2 separate regions of the Mus musculus genome follow, and region 1 is linked to region 2. Evidence: chromatin contacts called from public HiChIP or PLAC-seq data. All regions are on one chromosome and are shown on one strand. Each heading gives the region's core, a stretch centred on a gene start, on an enhancer-like site or on the middle of the called end of the contact. The rest is flanking DNA. Distances are from core to core; before and after follow the strand shown. Region 1 overlaps Trappc9 (trafficking protein particle complex 9). Region 2 overlaps Trappc9 (trafficking protein particle complex 9).

The links. HiChIP or PLAC-seq counts read pairs in DNA pulled down with a chosen protein or histone mark.
Region 1: an H3K27ac HiChIP or PLAC-seq map of SST interneurons shows a contact between it and region 2, with 5 times the contacts expected there. The contact joins two enhancer-like sites. A contact is called at or near these places in 2 of 15 datasets of contacts at CTCF or cohesin (large pre-B cells and pro-B cells), 10 of 484 Hi-C or Micro-C datasets (bone marrow-derived macrophages, cerebellar granule neurons, cerebellum and 7 more) and 4 of 115 datasets of contacts at active chromatin or transcription factors (SST interneurons, astrocytes, bone marrow-derived macrophages and 1 more).

What each region holds. Positions count from the first base shown.
Region 1 is chr15:73,019,374-73,023,339 of GRCm38.p6, reverse strand. All of the region lies in intron 6 of Trappc9 (trafficking protein particle complex 9), which reads left to right. Among named protein-coding and RNA genes, the nearest start is that of Trappc9, 40 kb to the left of the region's middle. RefSeq lists an enhancer at 21-2,921. Within about 2 kb of position 1,844, at least 59 of the 459 cell types and tissues checked have an H3K27ac peak or open chromatin away from gene starts, as enhancers often do. A contact at or near this core is called in SST interneurons, where this site is marked.
Region 2 is chr15:72,679,279-72,683,526 of GRCm38.p6, reverse strand. The region is part of intron 20 of Trappc9 (trafficking protein particle complex 9); the gene reads left to right. Among named protein-coding and RNA genes, the nearest start is that of Peg13, 130 kb to the left of the region's middle. Within about 2 kb of position 2,011, at least 6 of the 459 cell types and tissues checked have an H3K27ac peak or open chromatin away from gene starts, as enhancers often do. A contact at or near this core is called in SST interneurons, where this site is marked.

The sequences.
Region 1 (3,966 bases), core at 595-3,094, 340 kb before region 2:
GAAAGGTCTGGGGAGTGGAGTCTGTTGGGCTTAGCTGGTGCTAGAGTAGTGGGTGGCTGCCAGGCTTCCCAGCCCTGCTCCTCTTCTACAGACCTGTGGGCCCTCACTCTCTGCAGTTACTGAAGTCCGCTTTGCAGATTAAAGGGAGGAGATCTGGACTTACTGCAACCTGCTATCTATTCACAGTGGGGCCCTGTAGTTTGGATCAGCTCTGCTATCATCTTGCTCGGCGTCAGGCAAACACTAGAGGGCAGCAATGCTCTGTGGCAATTGTGGCCCTGCCTGCGGCACAGGGCGGTTACCAGCCTTTGAATTCTGCCGGAGGAGGAAGGCACTTTGCGGTCCTTGTCTCATCCTGATGTTTGTCTGCTAGTTGACAAGGCAGCAAAATAATGAGTTCTGGTGGGATTTTATAATCACAGTAAAGAGAAGGGCCTGGAGTTTTTCTGAAATAGAACAAGCTTTTGGTTCTTAATCAAGTGTGATCCATTGTGGAGCTGATGGTAACGAAGGACTTCGGCGGCAAATGGCGGACATTTGGGAAGGAATGGAGATGTGACTAGTGCAAGTTCCATCTGTCTTTCAGAATCCCTGCATGAGCTGGTGGTGCCACACACTTTGAATCCCAGCACTCAGGAGGCAGAGGCAGGCAGATTTCTTGAGTTTCAGGCCAGCCTGGTCTACAAAGGGAGTCCAGGACAGTCAGGGATATTACACAGAGAAACTCTGTCTCAAAAATCCAAAACCTCAGAACTGGAGGATAAAACTGTCTTTATCGGTGCTCTGCAAAATAGATGCAGAGTCCCTCTTCCCTGTGCAGGCACAGGGTGACCTGCGTGTGTTGGCTGGTTTAGGCGAGTGATTTCTGGTAATTATCTGGCACTCCCAAATGGCAACAAATAGCTGGCTGTGTACAGATCTGTGCAATGGTCATGAGGGTTTCACAGGCAAATGACAAGGTTCATATGAGAACAGAGGGGCTGGGACTTGAGTCATCATTTTCCCCTGTTTGTGAATAGAGGAGCCATGCAGCACCCTCTCAGCTTGTCTTCTGTGGAGAGCAAGCAGCCACCTCTCTCCTTTACTTAGTGCCGCTGCACACCGTCTGGGAACAGCAGGGTGGCAAGGAGGCTGCAAACCTCACTGGCATCCATTCACAGACTTCTTGAAGTAGGAATCTGTTCCTTGAGATTCTGTGGTCTAAATGTAGCCACCCCTATCTGCAGAGGGAGGTTAGGAAAAGGAACAATGATTCAGGCACCAAAGAAGATGGTGGCTTAGAGGTGAGGGGTCCCTGGGACACGTGTTCATGCACCCTTTGTGTTCCTTCCCTTCCCTTCCCTTGCCTCTGGGATGGGCAGGAGTGACTCTAGGCAAAGTGTTTCTGTCTGCCTGCCTGCTAGCCTGCTCCTGAAGTCCAGTGAGCTGCAGACAGTCATGGTCCACACTGGCCGGCGCTGAGGAGGGGAAACCGGCTGATAAACAAAAGACATGGAGGCAAACAATTCCCAAGTGAGTCAGATCTACAGAAACAAAGACCACGCTCCCATTGGATACCTTCTGCGGAGGAGCAGCTCGGGAGGCCTTCATCCCAGGAGCATAAGCACTGTTGCAATGTAGAGCAAGGTGCAACAAAGAAAGATGCACAGGCTGCGATGACTGTCTCCCCTGTAGCTGGCTGGTGGGGCTTGTGGCGGCTCCATCTGGTGCTGAGCAGACCCTGAGAAAGGTCTCGTCAGTTCCTTTCCTCACCACTTGCAGCCAGTTTTAAAGACAGGGAAACTGAGGGGTGAGACCCAGCTCAGCTCACAAAGTCTCCCATTGTTCTTTCAGTCCCCCTCGCTCCCTCGCTTGTGTGATTCCAAAAGCCCAACCCGGTGGCAGCTCCCCTCCCCCACCCTAGGCTGCCTGAGGGACTGAATACATTTTTGTTTTCAACAGAAAATGGCAGGTGACCTTACGAGAAAGTGCTACTGAGGAAGTGTCTGGAAAACTAGACCAGCTTCTGAGGGTCGCAGCGTGGCCCCGTCCTCCGCCTCCTCACATCTCTAAGTTCCAGAACAATTGGTGCCCTTTAAAACATTCTCCTTTATGAGACTTTAGAGGGGACTTTCAACCTCTTTGTCTTTGGTTAATTTTCTTTGCAAAGCCATTCAGATTTTATGCAGGCTACTCTGTTCAGATGCAAGAACAGCCTCCTCCTCCTCGGATTTCTTTTTTGATGGGTTTCCTTAATGAAGCTGTTGCTAAGGAAACCCTGCAAGAGCCTGGTAGGCACCAGAGTGACTGCATCCCTAGTGCTCCTGTCAGGTTGAGCTCAGAGTCAGAAGGGTGGGAGAGTGGGGAAGGGTGTCATCTGGGGAAGGGGCTGAGGTAATGCTGTGACAGGTCAAAGCTGGCCAACTGGCCAATGGCTTCCAGGGCCAGTCAGTCCGTGGGGGAACTGTGGGGGAACCGTGGGGGGATCCACAGCTCTTACAAGGAAACCATTGAATGGGGGGGGGTGGAGAAGGAAGGTCACCTGCTAGATTCCTTTCTGGAATTGAGAGGAGAGAGAGAGAGAACTGAGAAATTTCTGGTCTAACAGGATTCTGGTGTGTGGCTTGACTAAGAGTCCAGGAGAGTGGAAGTCTGTGAGGACAGTGAGGGGGGCTCAGTCATTCCAGAGCCAGGGGTCTGCAGAGACCCCTTGGGGGCCAGCTCTGCTCTACCCCCTCCCCTCCCCCTCCCAACTTGGAAAGGCACTGCCCATTGAGCTGAGTTTCAAATCTCCACTCTAACCAGAAAAGGTGATAAAAGAAGCCAGACCTCAGTGCCCTGCAGGCAGCTGTAATTTTTAAGGAGGGGTGAGAGGGATACTTGGGAATTCCTCTTTGGAGACTTGCAAGTCACTTTGGTCTCATGGGCTTGGGGAATCTTGGCTTTCCCTCTCCGCTTTAGCAGTTAGGAACCTTAGCATCAAGTCTACAGATACCTTAATAATTACACCCACTTCCTGGCAGGCATTTTTCTGATCGAACCTTCCTCTGGTTTTATTTAACTATAATCTCATTTTTTTCACCTTGATTTTTTTTTTTTATATTTTGGCTGTTACTGCTCTTAAATTGTGTGTGTTTAAAAAATTGATTTTACATTCTTCTTTAGAACAAGGCAGAATGTAAACAGATGCAGGCACGGAGAGTAGCGCAGGCGCACTGCAGACACAGAGAGAACCGCAGGCACACTGCTTTTGGAGGTTCCAGGGTATTTACCTTAGGAGGTTACAGCTGAGGTGAATGTTAAAACTGTGTTTTCAGTAGGCGAGTCTGGTAATACACGCAGACTCTGGAGAAGGGATGGGGGCTTATTCATCTCTCTGTGCAGGCACAGTGCTTGTCAGAGAAGAGACACTTATTAATCTCTGACGCATGATTCATCCGGCTGCTCTCTCCAGTGTCGGCACCGCTCCGAGCAATGACAGCGGTGACCATTGGTAGGGATGCAAGGTGTCCCACGAAGAGCTCCACAACCTTTCTGCGTTTAACACTTCAAGGCCCTCCTGTGAGGAATTGTTTTTATTAGTTCATATTTGTTATGCACAGCAGACTTGGTTTTTATTCGGGAGAGCTTCAAGGCTCTGGAAGATTGCTAGAGTGGTGCAGCCAACACTGGGATGCCCACTGGCTAGAGGGTGGTGCCTGCCCTCGGCACCCAGCTAGCTTGCCTGGCACAGGTTTGCAAGTTTGTTCCCATCATAGTGGAAGTCAGTACCTATTTCCTTTCTGTGGCCAGATACTAGCCACTCTTTTTTATAGGTCTGGCTTTTCCTTTTATGCACCAGTGGACAGCAGGGGCTGCTGCCTCCTCCTCCTCCTCCTCCTCCTCCTCCTCCTCCTCCTCCTCCTCCTCCTCCTCCATCTCCTCCTCCTCCTTCTGGCTGTTGAAAGATGCTACCGTGAACACTGACATGCAGGTTTTGTGGAATGT
Region 2 (4,248 bases), core at 762-3,261:
AAGAGAAAACCACTACCATCCACCTTCCTCACAGCTGGTCATACAGTGCCCTGTGCTTGCCTTCTGGGCTGCCAGTGTCATATGATGGGGAAGCATCTTCATCCGAGTTTCAACCCGTTTATCTCCTGCTGTATCTGTCATCTGAACAGAGCATCTCATGTGTAGAGCTAACTAGCTCAGACCTATAACCAGATTCCACATGGCTTCCTTAGGGGTAGGGCCAGACCGTTCAGGCTGTTCAAGGCCTGAGCAGTGAGAGTCTTTAGAACAGATTCCCATGGTCACTTTAAAAGAAGCAGATTGTTGTTTTGAAGTAACTGGTTTCCAAGTGTGTATCTCAGCTGCTTGGCATGGAGGAAAGATTTGTGTGCTGAGCTCCAGTATCCTTGGGCATCTGGATCTCTCTTTGAAGGGAGGAATTGCATAGGGCTTGGCCAGGTTCCTGCCTGTCCCACATGGCTCTGAACTGCTGCTGAGAGGGAGCAGTTCCAAATCAACACAGCTCCTTTTTCCCAAGTCTTGATCTTCTGATGGTATTACTTTGTGAATGTCATCTATTCTCAGATGAGAATGCAAAAAATCCACCCCCCCAAAAAAAAAAGGGAAGGAAAGAAGGAAGGAGAGAGAGAGACAGAGGCAGAGAGAGAGAGAGAGAGAGAGAGAGAGAGAGAGAGAGAGAGAGAAGAAATTTAAGAAAGTTAGGTGAAGAGAAATGAGTCCTCTCCTATCCCTAAACAACCTCTATTTTAGTTTTGTACATTTCCAAGACATTTTGTGATTCCCTGGTTTTAATTTTGTTTATATAAATGACTATGCCATTATTGTACCTTCTTATCCTTTTTCAAGCTTGACAAAAACATAAACAGTTCCCACATTATAAACAAGCCTTACACATATTGTTAAAGGCCAAACCATTCATCAAATGGAGAGAAGATGATTTAATACTTGTTCTGTTGGTGAACATGGAGATCTCTTGAAATGTTGGGTTTTTTGTTTTGTTTTGCTTTGTTTTGTAGGTTTTTTTCCACAATAGATTTTATATGCCCCAGTTTTTACCCTGAGCCTTTTCTGTTTCAGAGGGCTACAGGTTTGATGTGGATTTCCAGAAGTTGCTGGTGCTTTAGAGGGTCTTGGCAGAGAGCAAAGTCAAGCCATCAAAGTCTGTCTATGCTGGTGACAACAGTGTCAGGCACAGGCAGGCGTGTTGTCACCACAGAGCCAGGAGATAAGGGTTTTCATCCTTGCTCTGTTGTTTCCCCAGTGGTTAGTTATCCATGGATTAGGCGATTGGTCAGGTTCTCTGTGCCTCAGTTTCCTCATCTGTAATGCCAAGGGACCAACTCCTCTGTGTGGAAGGAGTACTGTCATCCCAGAGGAGAGAGGCCACCTGAGTCGCCCAAGCAAGGAGACATGGACGTGCTATTCCTGTCTTGGCTGTAGAGGAAGGGAGATGGAATGCAGATGTGACTATTTGTCTACATCCTGGCATCTGCTAGCTGTGGACCTGGGCTGCAGTGCTCCATCAGCAAAGTAAGGCTAAGGGAAAGCCAGGCCACAGGCTGGGCCAGACTCACAACAGGGCACTGCATCCTGGATGAGGTTCTTCTTCCCAAGATGCTTTCTGTCTTAGTCTGTTAGTGTCCTTAGAACTAACTAATCAATCAATATCTCTCTCTCTCTCTCTCTCTCTCTCTCTCTCTCTCTCTCTCTCTCTCTCTCTGTGTGTGTGTGTGTGTGTGTGTCTGTCTGTCTGTCTGTTTGCATATACAGACTAATCTGGTCCTTTTGAAGGAAAGAGGGGGAGGAGGGATGGGCCCACCATCCCCTTGTAGAAAACAGTGTGCCGTCTGAGTGTCTATTCTGAAGACCATCTTCTAAGCATTTCCATAGATACCCAGTGGTGGTGACTAATGGGCTAAGCTGTTTGCTGCACTGATTGGAATGTCCCACCGCTGTGCCACCCACTACCTCCTCCCTCCACTGATTCTTTTCTCTGTAGAATTCTGTGTCTTCTGAGATTCTGCAGTGATTGGTCTGTGCTGTCTCTCTGGGCCTGCAGTGAATACAGATCAGGGATGCATTGCATTGTGAAGTGGGTATTTCCAGTTCTCTGGATTCAGACAGCCTTCATGCAGATACACATGTGTGCTGAGCTCTTAGCTCTACCCTGAGGGCAGCAAACCAGGAGCAGGAATAGATAGTGCCAATTTAGGTAGTGGCAAATCCTGGGGACTTCACTGAGAGACACTCACTGCCCTGCCTTGCCTCTAAGAACATGTGACTCCCTCACATTTGCAGAGAACAGTTCAGGTCTCTAGCTCTTTGTCACATGCATTTCTTAAGACCTGCACAGGTCCCCAAGGTCGTCACTACTGTTCCTTCCGACAAATAATAATACACTCAGGGGCCAGTTATGCCTCAGGTCATGGAGATACAGATCAGGGTTGTATGGGCTGATGGATTTATCCAGTCTTTCAATCAAAACCTACTGGCCATGTTCTATAGTAGGTGCTTCCGTGTGTGCTGGAAACCCATCCCTGCCTAGGAGACATCTTCTTTCTGCTGAAGGGTAGGAGACCCAGGCTGGTCCTCAAGTTGTTTGACCACATCCTGTTGTGTGCTAGCCTGGAAGCTGGCACAAAATGTTCTGGAAGCAGCAAAAGTAGGCAGAGCTAGAGCTGGATCCCCAGTCAACATATTGAAAATGAGGCATCAGTCTACCGGGGATGACCATGGACCCCGTGGACACCAACAGAACTCACAGGCCTCCTTCGGAACAGAGCACCTGAAGGTGGCTCTGGGGCTTTCTGTGTCCAAATGATTCTTCTCTCCCTCCACATGTATTTAATCTGCATTCAATCACTGTCTTAGGATCGCTGCTGCTGCAGTGAAACACCACGACCAAAAAGCAAGTAGAGGAGGAAAGGGTTTATTTGACTTATACTTCCACATCACTGTTCATCACCAAAGGAAGTCAGGACAGGAACTCACACAGAGCAAGAACCTGGAGGCAGGAGCTCATGCAGAGTCCATGGAGAGGGGCTGCTTACTGGTTTGCTTCCTCTGGCTTGCTAGGTCTGCTTTCTTATAGAACTCAAGACTACCAGCCCAGGAATGGCACCACTCACCATGGACTGGGCTCTCCTGCATTGATCACTAAGATCTCTAATTGAGAAAATGCCTTACAGCTGGATCTCACGGAGGCATTTCTCAACTGAGGTTGTTTCTTCTCTGATGACTCTGGCTTGTGTCAAGTTGGCACACAAAACCAGCCAGTACAGCCAGTAGCATATAGAATCTGGGACCCAGGAGTGCTGGGCACTTCCTTAGTTTTTGTGATCTCTGGTATAATTCTCAGTTTCCCAGCCCTGCTTCACGAAAGCCGGGTCTCGTTGCCATTCCACCCTCCAGCTCACTTTTAGCTCAGTATTCTTGCATGGTTATGTTCACACAGAGAATGTTGGATAGGGACTACAGCATTTCTGACTTGGTCAACACCTCCTTTCTTCATTTCTTTCCATTCCTGCTCCCACCCACTGGCTCTTACTGTTGCCCGTGTCGTTTTTACAGTCCATGAATTCACAGCAGAGGATGGGAACTGCATGCATGCTGTTGAATGAATGAGAACAATAAGCCTTCAGCATATATCACTTATGAATGAATGAATGAATGAATGAGGATATAATCCCTTCCTGGGGTGAAAGGCTATGTTCCCGCAGACCAGAACATACAGAGCTGTCCCTCCCAGTCTATGCAGAACAAACTCCTCAAGCCCTCTGTCAGATCCTATGCGGACACATTTAATTGCGATGATAGCTTTTCTGGCTGCCCCTCATTGAGTTTCTCCCGCTGCCACCTAGTCACAGAGAGCTCAAGGGAACTGACTCCGCCGGTCTGCTTTGGTGCTCATTAGCACGGATAGAAATCAAACCCAGGTCTCTGTGGGTTTCTTTGTTTCTGAGTCTCACATGACTCAAAGCCAGGCAGAACTCCTGTCCTTGCTGCTGATCCACTGGAGCCTGTAGCATCCTGGGATGCTGGCATTCATATGTCTCCTGTTGCCTTACACACAGCAAGGAGCTAACATCAAGGTGGTTCTCTGTTGATGTGAGCTACCTTTGTCCAGAGCAGGCAGGCCAGGCCATGTGTAAGTCAATGGCATACTTATCTAAGAGCAAGACCCTTCCCATTGGCCAATACTTACTTTCCAGCAAACAGGACCTTCTTGATCATGTGTCTTGCATTGTA